Linked DNA regions of Macaca mulatta: region 2 is linked to region 1. Evidence: chromatin contacts called from public Hi-C data. All regions are on one chromosome and are shown on one strand. Each heading gives the region's core, a stretch centred on a gene start, on an enhancer-like site or on the middle of the called end of the contact. The rest is flanking DNA. Distances are from core to core; before and after follow the strand shown. Region 1 holds the start of NQO2 (N-ribosyldihydronicotinamide:quinone dehydrogenase 2). Region 2 holds the start of SERPINB1 (serpin family B member 1).

Evidence for each region. Hi-C and Micro-C count contacts between places; a contact is called where the count stands out from the background.
Region 2: a Hi-C map of CD4 T cells shows a contact between it and region 1, with 3 times the contacts expected there. The contact joins the promoter of SERPINB1 here to the promoter of NQO2 in region 1. A contact is called at or near these places in 4 of 14 Hi-C or Micro-C datasets (CD4 T cells, fetal cortex germinal zone, fetal cortical plate and 1 more).

The regions. Positions count from the first base shown.
Region 1 is chr4:180,249,986-180,255,698 of T2T-MMU8v2.0, reverse strand. It overlaps NQO2 (N-ribosyldihydronicotinamide:quinone dehydrogenase 2), which reads left to right and starts at 1,796. Exons shown (of 7, transcript XM_078001015.1): 1 at 1,796-1,938; 2 at 4,185-4,302. It overlaps LOC144340590 (a long non-coding RNA gene), which reads right to left and starts at 936. Exons shown (of 2, transcript XR_013416860.1): 1 at 1-936.
Region 2 is chr4:180,403,219-180,408,532 of T2T-MMU8v2.0, reverse strand. SERPINB1 (serpin family B member 1) reads right to left here and starts at 1,304. Exons shown (of 7, transcript NM_001261583.1): 1 at 1,266-1,304; 2 at 1-72. The coding sequence starts at 64.

The sequences.
Region 1 (5,713 bases), core at 547-3,046:
ATCATCAATACATAGACCAATGCCAGCACTACACCTTAGGATGGGCAGTTCCATTGTGAGTTAAAGCAAAATGAACGAACGAATGAACCAGTAAGTATATGAGAGGGAAAGTCCCAACGACTCTCAGGAAGTGCAATCAACAGTTGCAGTTATTTTCATTAGGAACATTCTAAACACAGGGGAAACCTTCCTTCCTTCTGCTCTGTTGTTGGAGTGGGACATCAATGTTTCTGGTCTCTATTTCTAGGACACCAGAAATCAAGGTATAGAGTTTGGAGAAGGGACTTGGAGAGGTCACAGTGGCAGGTGGCTGCCAAATGGGGTGGCAGAATCCAGCAAGCGCTGGAGAAAGACAATCGGCCCAAACTGTTCCCCAACACCGCCCCCAACCCCCCACTGGCTCTGGTTCCAAGACTTCCCATTTTCTAGGCCTTTCTTTGGCCTTAAACCATTTTCCTTTAATTGAACTTTTTCTGTGGAGCCATGCGCCCTTTATCCGGTTTCTCCCGATGGTGACATCTCACAAAGGACGGTCCAGTATCCCAACGGCGTGTTGCATTCCGCGGGACACAGATTCCTTCACAGGCAACCCCTGGGTTGCGTTTTTATAGCCACACGCACCCGCCTCCCTAACTCCTGGGTACCGCTAATAAGTCCTGCATTTCTCTCCTCTGTTTTTTGGAGAAATGAACCATCCGTGCGTGACCTTTGGGGGAGCATCTTGCATAATACCAGTACACCAGCGGCGCCGTGGGTGAGTGACCTTTGGGACTGGTTTCTCTCACCAGCCTAACTCCCTGGGAGATCCGAGCAAGCTGATGAGTGTATCAGTGGCTCATTCTTTTTTTTTTTTTTTTTTTTTTTTGAGACGGAGTCTCGCTCTGTCACCCAGGCTGGAGTGCAGTGGCGGGATCTCAGCTCACTGCAAGCTCCGCCTCCCGGGTTCACGCCATTCTCCGGCCTCAGCCTCCCGAGTAGCTGGGACTACAGGGCTGCCACCTCGCCCGGCTATTTTTTTTTTTGTATTTCTTAGTAGAGACGGGGTTTCACGGTGTTAGCCAGGATGGTCTCGATCTGCTGACCTCGTGATCCGCCCATCTCGGCCTCCCAAAGTGCTGGGATTACAGGCTTGAGCCACCGCGCCCGGCCTCATTCTTTCTTTTGCACCACGGACCCTCATTCTGTAACCGGGATACCTGCCAGGGATGGGGAGCGGGAGGCGCAGGGCAGGGGCGTCCCTCTTCTCGGCACAGCGTCCCCGCGCTGGATTTCTATCAATCCAGTTTCCACCTCCCTGGAAGCCAGTAGGGTCCTCCTCAATCCTGGATCGCGGGGCGAGGCCCCGCGCGGACCTCAGGGGCGGGGAGTGGACAGAGCTTAGGGGCCGGGGAGAAGTGTGGGTGGGGCGGGACGCCGGCGTGGAGGCGGGGCCTGGGCGTGGGAGGGCGTGGAGCGAGGCGGTGCACCGCCGGGGCGGGGTGTGGGTGGGGCTCCGGGGCGGGTGTGGGCGGGGCTATGGGGCGGGGCGTGGGCGGTGCTATGGGGGCGGGGCGGGGCGGTGCTATGGGGTGTGGGCGGGGCTATGGGGCGGGGCGGGGTGTTGCTATGGGGGCGGGGTGTGGGCGGTGCTATGGGGGTGTGGGCGGGGGAGGGGCGGGGCGCGGATCATGGGCGGGACCGGGAGTGGGCGGGGCCTCAGTGTAGCAGGCGTGCTGCGGAAAGACGCCTGCAGTCCCGCGTCTCGGGGCGGGTTCTGGGCTGCTTGGGTTGGCGCGTGTCCCTGGTCCCCGAGGGCGCAGTCGCAGCGCTCCCGCCCGCCAGGCGTCTGCGAGTGCGCGGCCCTGTGCGGCCGGAACCTGGGGCAACTCCGAGAGCGGTCCTTGGGGAGACGCGGGTCCCAGCCCTGAGGCACCTACTGGGGCGTGCGCTGGTCGGAGGGTGAGTGATCCCCGGTCGGGGACCGGGGGACTTGGGAGGGACAGTTCCCGGACTGGAGGGCCAGAACGCTCCCTGGGATTTCACCTGGCCGGACATATGGCCCTGTGGGTCATCGCGCCCAGGCCAGGAACCATTCTGAACATAGGATGGTAGTTGGTTGTAACTGAACGCGCCCGCACGCAGGGCCCCGGTGTCGAATCGTCTGGTTGAACCTGCCGTCAACCCTATGGAACGGGTGCTGGTATCATAGTCACATTACAAGTAGGAATCAGCTGGCCCGAGGTCAGTCTGTAAAGCGGGTACCGGGGTTTAGGCCCGTGCGTTGCCCAGCGCTGCCCTGAAGGTGCAGGTGAACCACTGTTTTGCACTGCCTTTGTCAAGGATATTGTGGCAGTCTGGAAAAAAAAAATCAGCTTCTCTAATCTATAATCTCTCTGAAAAAAAATAAATAAGCTTTTTTTTTTTTTTTTTTGAAATGGAGTCTCGCTCTGTCGCCCAGGCTGGAGTGCAGTGGCACGATTTCGGTTCACTACAACCTCCGCCTCCCGGGTTCAAGCAATTCTTCCGTCTCAGCCTCCTGAGTAGCTGGGATTACAGGCACGCGCCACCACGCCTGGCTAATTTTTTGTATTTTTAGCAGAGTCGGGTTTCATGTTGGTCAGGCTGGTCTCAAACTCCTGACCTCGTGATCTGCCCGCCTCAGCCTCCCAAAGTGCTGGGATTACAGGTGTGAGCCACCGCGCCCGGCCCTGTTTTTTTTTTTTTTTTTTTTGAGAAGGGTCTCACTCTGTTGCCCAGGCTGGAGTGCAGTGGGGCAATCTCCACTCACTGCAACCTCTGCTTTCCGGGTTCAAGCGATTCTCCCACCTCAGCTTCCCAAGTAGCTGGGATTACAGGCGCCCGTCACCATGCCCAGCTAATTTTTGTATTTTTAGTAGAGGCGGGGGTTTCGCCATGTTGGCCAGGCGGGTCTTGAACTCATTTTTCTTTCTTTTTTTTTTTTTTTAATGAGACAGAGTTTCGCTCTTGTTGCCCAAGCTGGAGTGCAATGGCGCAATCTCAGCTCACTATAACCTCCGCCTCCCAGGTTCAAGCTATTCTCCTACCTCAGCCTCCCGAGTAGCTGGGATTACAGGTGCTCGCCACCACGCTCGGTTAATTTTTTGTATTTTTAGTAGAAATGGGGTTTCACCATGTTCGCCAGGCAGGTCTCAAACTCCTGACCTCAGGTGATCCGCCTGCCTCCGCCTCCCAAAGTGCTGGGATTACAGGCATGAACCATTATGCCTGGCCAAAAATCAGCTTGTTTAACCTTTAATCTGTGAAAAAATAAATCAGTTTAACCTTTAATCTCCGAAGATCTCAGCCAAAGAAATACATGAAAAGGAATATGTATTAGATAATAAACACTTCTAGCTGTGCTGTTTATAGGGCTGGGAAAAAAATGGAAATAATCTAAGGTCCCAGAAATAGGAAGATGGGCACACAAGGGTATGCAGGCAATGGTTTAGCTGCAGCATGAATACACACTGAATACACTGTGAAGTGTTGTCTGTTAGAATGCCCAGCAGGGGGACTTGTCCACATGGAAAGAGGCACAGGAAATAAAGTGAAAACATTACAAAATAACTTCTACATGCTGATTAAAATCAAATAACGTACACATCAAAAATATCAGAGCCCATTTGACCTGGTATGTACAGTTTAATAAGCACATGGCTCTTTTCTCCTGTAGGCCTGGGTAGGTGCATAGTTTATAACAAGGGAGAGAACTGTCACTGCTGTGGATGGGGTGCCAAGGGAAGTGCCTGGGGTGAAGTGAACAGTGACGCACTGCAAGTCGAGAGCCTGGGTTGGAGTCTTTCTCTACTAATTCAAATAGTATAGAAAATAGAGCTGAGTCACTCAAATAGAGCTGAGTCACTCAGCTCTTGGACCTCAGATTCTTATTCTTAACCACTAGGGGGATGGAGACAGAAGTCACAGACTCACATGCCACCAGGCATATGATGTAAACATGTAAACTCGGCCAAGGAATACAATAGGGTGTGGTGAGCTGGGGACACTGAAGAATGGATGCGCTGTCTAGAAGAGGGAAAATGAAGCATTTCATACAAACAACATGTCTTCGGGCAATCACTTTGGGAATCAGGATAAGGTGTTCCCCCAGGCTGCAGAAACACCGGCAACGTTTACAAAGGTAAATCATTTCGTATCACTCTTTTTTTTTTTCTTTTTTGAGACAGAGTCTTGCTCTGTTGCCCAGGCTGGAGTGCAATGGCAGAATCTTGGCTCACTGCAACCTCCACCTCCCAGATTCAAGCAATTCTCCTGACTCAGCCTCCCAAGTAGCTGGGACTACAGGTACGTGCCACCATACCTGGCTAATTTTTGTATTTTTTAGTAGAGATGGGGTTTTGCCACATTGACCAGGCTGGTTTCAAACTCCTGACCTCAGGTGATCGCCCCATGTTGGCCCCTCAAAATGCTGGGATTACAGGTGTGAGCCACCACAACTGGCCATCATTCCATATTACTCTCTAGCTTAAGAGGCTCCAAGGGCTTTCTGTCAGACTTAGAATAAAATCTCACCCCTACCCTAGGAGAGGTCAGACCCCTCCCACCTCCCTGACTGCATCTACCACCACCCAACTCTTTTTTTTTTTTAACCATAGTTCAGCCAAACAGGCTTTTTTTTTTTTCTTTTACTTTCTGTTTTTTCTTGAAACAGAGTCTCACTCTGTCACCCAGGCTGGAGTGCAGCAATCCTCTAACCTCAGCCCCCTGAGCAGCTGGGACTACAGGCATGTGCCACCACACCTGGCTAATTTTTTTAAATCTTTGGTAGAGATGGGATCTCACTATGTTGCCCAGGCTGGTCTCAAATTCCTAGGCTCAAGTGATCTCCTGCCTCAGCCTCCCAAAGTGCTGGGATTACAGGCATAGGCCACTGAGCCTAGCTCAGACTTTTTTGCTGTTTCCTGAACCTGAAACCAGCACCCATCTCAGGCCCGAACTTACTATCCCATCTACCTGGACTTTTGTTTATAGATCTTTGCGTGGCTGGTTCCAGGTCACCGGTCCCTGCTCTGAGACACCTTCCTGGACCACTTATCTAAAATAGCAAACATTCCCCTGCTGTTTGGTCCATTAGAGTACTTTATTTGCTTATCTCTATTAGGTACCACAGTTCTGGTACTTACCGCCACCTGGAATTCTGTGGCACTTTCTTTGCTGGCTTGTTTGTTGTTTCTTGCCCACCCCTGCCCTCTGCCCAAAAAGTATAAAGTTCCCTTCTTATCTGTCTTGTGGCCCCAGCACCTGCCCAGAGGTGAGCCCTTCTGCCAGGAGGGGTCCAACTGAACGAACATGTGTATGGGTTAGGAACTGTCACTGCTAGTAACAGAGTCAACTCCAGAGGCTTTCTTTTTTTTTTTTTTTTTTTTGAGACGGAGTCTCGCTCTGTCGCCCAGGCTGGAGTGCAGTGGCTGGATCTCAGCTCATTGCAAGCTCCGCCTCCCGGGTTCACGCCATTCTCCTGCCTCAGCCTCCCGAGTAGCTGGGACTCCAGGCGCCCGCCACCACGCCCGGCGGCTAGTGTTTTGTATTTTTTAGTAGAGATGGGGTTTCACCATGTTAGCCAGGATGGTCTCGATCTCCTGACCTCGTGATCCACCCGTCTCGGCCTCCCAAAGTGCTGGGATTACAGGCTTGAGCCACCGCGCCCGGCCAACTCCAGAGGCTTTCACAGAACTCGTGAAGAGCCTGGAGCTTC
Region 2 (5,314 bases), core at 55-2,554, 150 kb before region 1:
GCTCACTCAAGGCCAGGAACAGGTCCAAGGCGAAGCGGGTGTTTGCTGAGCTCAGCTGCTCCATGGTGAAAACTGCAACACAGAACAGGGTCCCCCTGGTGCCCACTGCCCATGCCAGCAGATTAGGCAGCACTCGTTCCCCCAGAAGCTTCCTCCACTTCTGCCAGCCACCCTGTGGCACCCTTGATCTTGTACTTTCTCTCCGCCTTTTTATTCCAGCAGGGCAAGAACACTTTCCCAGGCCCACAAATGTGGGACCATGCTGGCCAAGGATTCAGCAGTTACAGGGGATTTTAGGGCACCCAGGGGAGCCCTAAAGGGCTCTGGCCTTGCGGACAGGTGAGTCTGGGGGGTGGGGTGGGGTGGGGCAGGCCCTAGCCACCCCAGCTTTAGCATAGCCACCCAGCCCTGGGTCCTCCCAACCTATGTTTGGGAGCGCAGGTGCTTCTGAGCCTGTGATTCAAGTCTGATTCACTGGGCAATGAATCCATTGCCTACCTTCACCTGAACTAACAGCATTCTATCAAAGACTCATAGCTACCTACTATGCATTAAAACTCTGGCAAAGGTATCACTGTAATTATTATAATAATATAAGTCTTCCTTATTTTTGAGGTTCAAAAGGCATAAGAGGTCCAGTGCCCAAAGTCTCAGAGCCGGTGTAGGATGTGCCAGTTTGGAAACCCACCACCGTCCAGGGTCTGGCGGTGCAGCATCCCATCCGCCACCCACTAGCCCATCTGGATCTCCACTCTCAGAGCCCTAATTTCCCCAAGGACAGGCAAAGAAGAACGGTACTGCCCGCTGGGCAGCTGACTTCTCCTTGTTGTGCAATCGTCTCTAGAATCGCACGGGGTTCCTCCTCTCTCTCCCTGCAGCTGCAGATAGGAGCAGTGCTCGACCCTGAGCTGCCTGGAAACTGTCACAAACAGCTCTGGGAGGAAGGGAATTCAGGGAGAAAGGACAACATTCTAATCTCGGGTTTCAGTCTTGCCCTTCCGCCTGCATCTGTCGTCCTCCCTCCTCCCTCCCAGGCTGGCCGGGCCTGCGCCCAGGCAAGGGCGGGGGATCAGAGGTCGCCTGTCTCGGACGCGGCGCCCGGAAGGGATGGGGGCGCCAAGCGGGTGGGGGGCGCGCAGGGAGCTTCCGGGCTGATGGGCCTGAGCCTGGGGCGGGGGTGGGGTGCTGGGCTGGAAGCTGAGCGAGGGGGCCTGGCCTCTCCCCCCAGCTCGCCGCCGCGCCACCGCTCCGAGTCCCGGCCTTACCCGATACGCTGCCAAGGCACGCTCCGGGCTCCGAGCTGGGTGCGAGCTGTGGGAGGAAGCACCGAGGGCCGCTGCCCTTATACCATGCGGAAGCGCCACCCGGGCCAGCAGCCGCGGGCGGGGCGGCGGCCCTTCCCTGGGACCGCCGAGGAGTCAGAGCTCCCGGGGTTGCCTAAGTGGAAGCAGAAATGAGCGTGGCTTCCGGGCAGCGCCCTCCTCGGGGCATCCGCGCCTTTCTCAGTTCTAAGCCTTTCCCGGAATCGCTGGCAAGGACCTGAAGAGCTTTTTCTTACTAAGGTGTGAATGACTGACACGACATAGTGTGACACCTCTTAGAGGGCAAATGACTCCCTTTGAGTCCTATCTATATTGGAAGCTTTCTTTGAGAGAAGGAAGAAAATTTGGGGATCTTGCATAGGGAAAAAGAGGGACCCCCAGAATCAGATAAAACAGAACCAGTTCCAAACACCTGCTCTCTGTTTCCAAGATGACAGCTTGCTGCTGCATCCTCAATGGTGGAAAGTGGAAGGGCAAAAGGGGCCAAATCCCATGTGAAGTCTCTTGTACAAGGGGCTAATCCCACTCATGAGGAAGGTGTCCTCATGATCTCATCACCTCCTAAAGGCACCACCTCTTAGCATTGCATTGAGGATTGTTTCAGCATGAATTTTGGAGGGGACACAGACATACAAAGCATAGCATTTTGCCCCCGTCCTCCAAATTCATGCCCTTCTCACATACAAAATGCATGCATTGTATCCCAGTGGCCCCCAAAGTTCCAGTATCAACTTTAAAATGTAAGTCCAAAGTCTCTTCTAAATATCTTCTAAATTGGCCGGGTGCGATGGCTCAAGCCTGTAATCCCAGCACTTTGGGAGGCCGAGACGGGTGGATCACGAGGTCAGGAGATCGAGACCATCCTGGCTAACACGGTGAAACCTCGTCTCTACTAAAAGATACAAAAAATTAGCCGGGCGAGGTGGTGGGCGCCTGTAGTCCCAGCTACTAGGGAGGCTGAGGCAGGAGAATGGCGTGAACCTGGGAGGCGGAGCCTGCAGTGAGCCGGAGATCGCGCCACTGCACTCCAGCCTGGGCTACAGAGCAAGACTCCATCTCAAAAAAAAAAAAAAAAAAAAAAAAAAAAAAAAAAATTTCTTCTAAATTAGAAAGGCATAAGATTCAAGGTACAATTCATCCTAAGTGAAATTCCCCTCCAGCTATGAGCCTGTGAAATCAAACAGGTTACATGCCTTCAAAATACAGTGGTGAGACAGGCATAGGACGGACATTCCCATTCCCAAAGGGAGAAACAGGCCAGAATAAAGGAGTATCTGGTCCCAAGTAAGTCCAAACCCAATAAGGCAAACAGCATTACATCTTGGGGCTTCAGAATCATCTTCTTCGATGCTGTGTCCCCCATTCCGAGCACATGGGGGTGGGGACTGGGTCCCCTAGGGTCCAGGGGGCCCACTCCCATGGATTTGCCCAGTGCAACCCATGCAGCAACTCTCACAGATTGAAGTCTAGGCTCTCCCAGGATAGACTTGCATGCTCGTGGCTGTACAGTTCTGGGTTCTCAGGGACAGCCCTGTTCCCACAGCTCCACTAGCTATTACCCTAGTTGGGGCTCTCTGCAGTGGCCCCAATCCCACTGCTCCACTAAACATTGCCCTAGTGAGGGCTTTCTGCAGCAGCCTCACCTCAGTGACAATTCTCTGACTGGGCCCCCGGGCTCCCCAAGACATCCTTCAAAATCTAGAAGGAGGTGGCCGTATCTCCACAGTTCGTGCACTCTGTACACCTGCAGAGTTAGCATCTCGTGGACACGCCAAGGCTTACAGGAAGGGTAGCCTGACAAGGGCCTGCATGAGCCACACCTGAGATGGTGGCCAAAGAGTGCTGCACCAGAATGTGGAGGGACGGGGGTGGGCAGAGACTTGAGGCAGCCCTAGGCAGCAAGCCCCAAGGTTCCATGGTGTCCTGAGTCCTCCCTTAAAACCGTCTGCCCTCAGGATCCTGGCACTCTGAAATGGGGATGGAGATCCAGCACCGGTAACCTCTGAAATGCCTTTGGGTTCATTCTTCCATTGTCTTGATAAATAGCATCTGGCTTCCTTCTATACATACTCACCTTATTATCAAATGTGATCCTGACCACACTCTTAGTGTTCTCTCCCAAACATGCCTTTTCATTCTTTACATGGCCAGGCTGAGAATTTTCCAAATCTTTAAGCTCTGCTTCCCTCTTGATTATAAACTCCATCTTTAATTCATTCTCTCTGCCCACATTTTACTATAAGCAGTCAAGAGAAGCCATGCTGCACTCTCAACACCTTGCTCAGAGATTTCTTCCACCAAATATCCTAGTTTATTGCCTTTAAGTTCTGCCATTCAGAAAACACTAGGACACAGACACAATTCAGCCAAATTCATTGCCACGGTGTAACAAGGATGACCTTTCCTCCAGTTTCCTTTTAAGATCTCATCAAAACTGTCTTTACCATCTATACTTCTAACTGCATTCTGATCATGACCACTTAATTAATCTCCAAGAAGATTTAGACTCTCCCTACAGCTCTCCTTGTCTTCTGAGCCCTCACCCTTAATTTCCCTTAATGCTCTGTTCATGTCTATATAGGCTTTTTCCAGCATGCATCTCCAAATTTCTTCCAGCCTCTACCCATTAGTCAGTTTCAAAGCTGTTTCCACATATTTAGGTATTAGTTATAGCAACATCCCACTTCTCAGTATCAATTTCTGTCATCATCCATTTTTGCTGCTATAAATGAATACCTGTGATTGGGCAATTTATTAAAAACAGAAATTTATTGCTCACAGTTCTGGAGGCTGGGAAGTCCAAGAATAAGGCACCAACATATTTGGTGCCTGGTGTGGGCTGCTCTCTGCTTCCAAAATGGCACCTTGTTAATGCATCTAAGGAGGAAATACAGTGTCTTCATGTGCTGGTGGGAGGGATGGAAAGGGATGAATGCACTCCTTCAGGGGCCCAAATTCCACCCACGAGGGTTCTGCCCTCATGACTTCATCACGTCTTAAGGCTCTACCTCTTAAAATTATCACATTGGTGATAAAGTTTCAACATACGAATTTTGGGGAGACACATTCAGCCCATAACATCTCTTCTGCCATGTGAGGACACAGCACTTGTCCCTTCTGCCTTTCCCACCAGATGAGAACACCACAAGAAAATGCCTTCATCAGACACTGAGTGCGCACCTGCAGATCTTGAACTTCCCAGCCTTGGACTTCCCAGCCTCCAGAACTGTAAGAAATCGGTGTCTAGTGTTTACAAGGTGCTTTGATAAAGCAGCAGGAAAAGACTACGACAAGGGCTCTTCTTGAGAAGCTGGATTTGTTCTTATCCCCCTCGTCTAGGAGAAATGTGTGGACACTGCCACATTACTGCCCCCTTGAGTCTTCCTAGCTCATCTCATCCGACAATAATACGGAGAAGTGTCAGTCTCCTAAGCGTTTTTCCTTATTCTCCTTCACCTGGAATTATTCCTGAATTATTCCTCCTGCTCCCAGCTCCTGAAAGTAGAACTTAGACTTTTTCTGGCCCTTCAAACTAGCTGCTACTGATCACCCAGAACTCTCAGAAGCATCTTGAGAATTTTTTTCTTCACTCTTCAAAAGTCATTTTGAATTAGCTTGTTTTCTTGTTCAGTTTAAGAAAGTGCTATTAAGTGAATTGTGACACTTTGAGTAAACTTGCAGCATGGTGAAATTAAAAGTCTCACAATAGAGTTTTGTAAATATGTTAAATATAATTCTTGTGGGTAAATTTTTCCATATTGTGCTCGCTGGATAATGTATTTTATTTTAGGTGCTCAATTCCTCAAAACACAAAATTTGTAGTAATCCACTAGCAGTTCAGCAATTGGAAACATTTTAAACTAAAGAAAAAGCAATTTTTATGTGCCATAGCCTGTATTTACTATAGCAAAGGAGAAATATGAAAATAATTATTAAACTTATTTTAATAAATAATTTTTCCAGCCTGGGCAACATAGGGAGACCCCATCTCT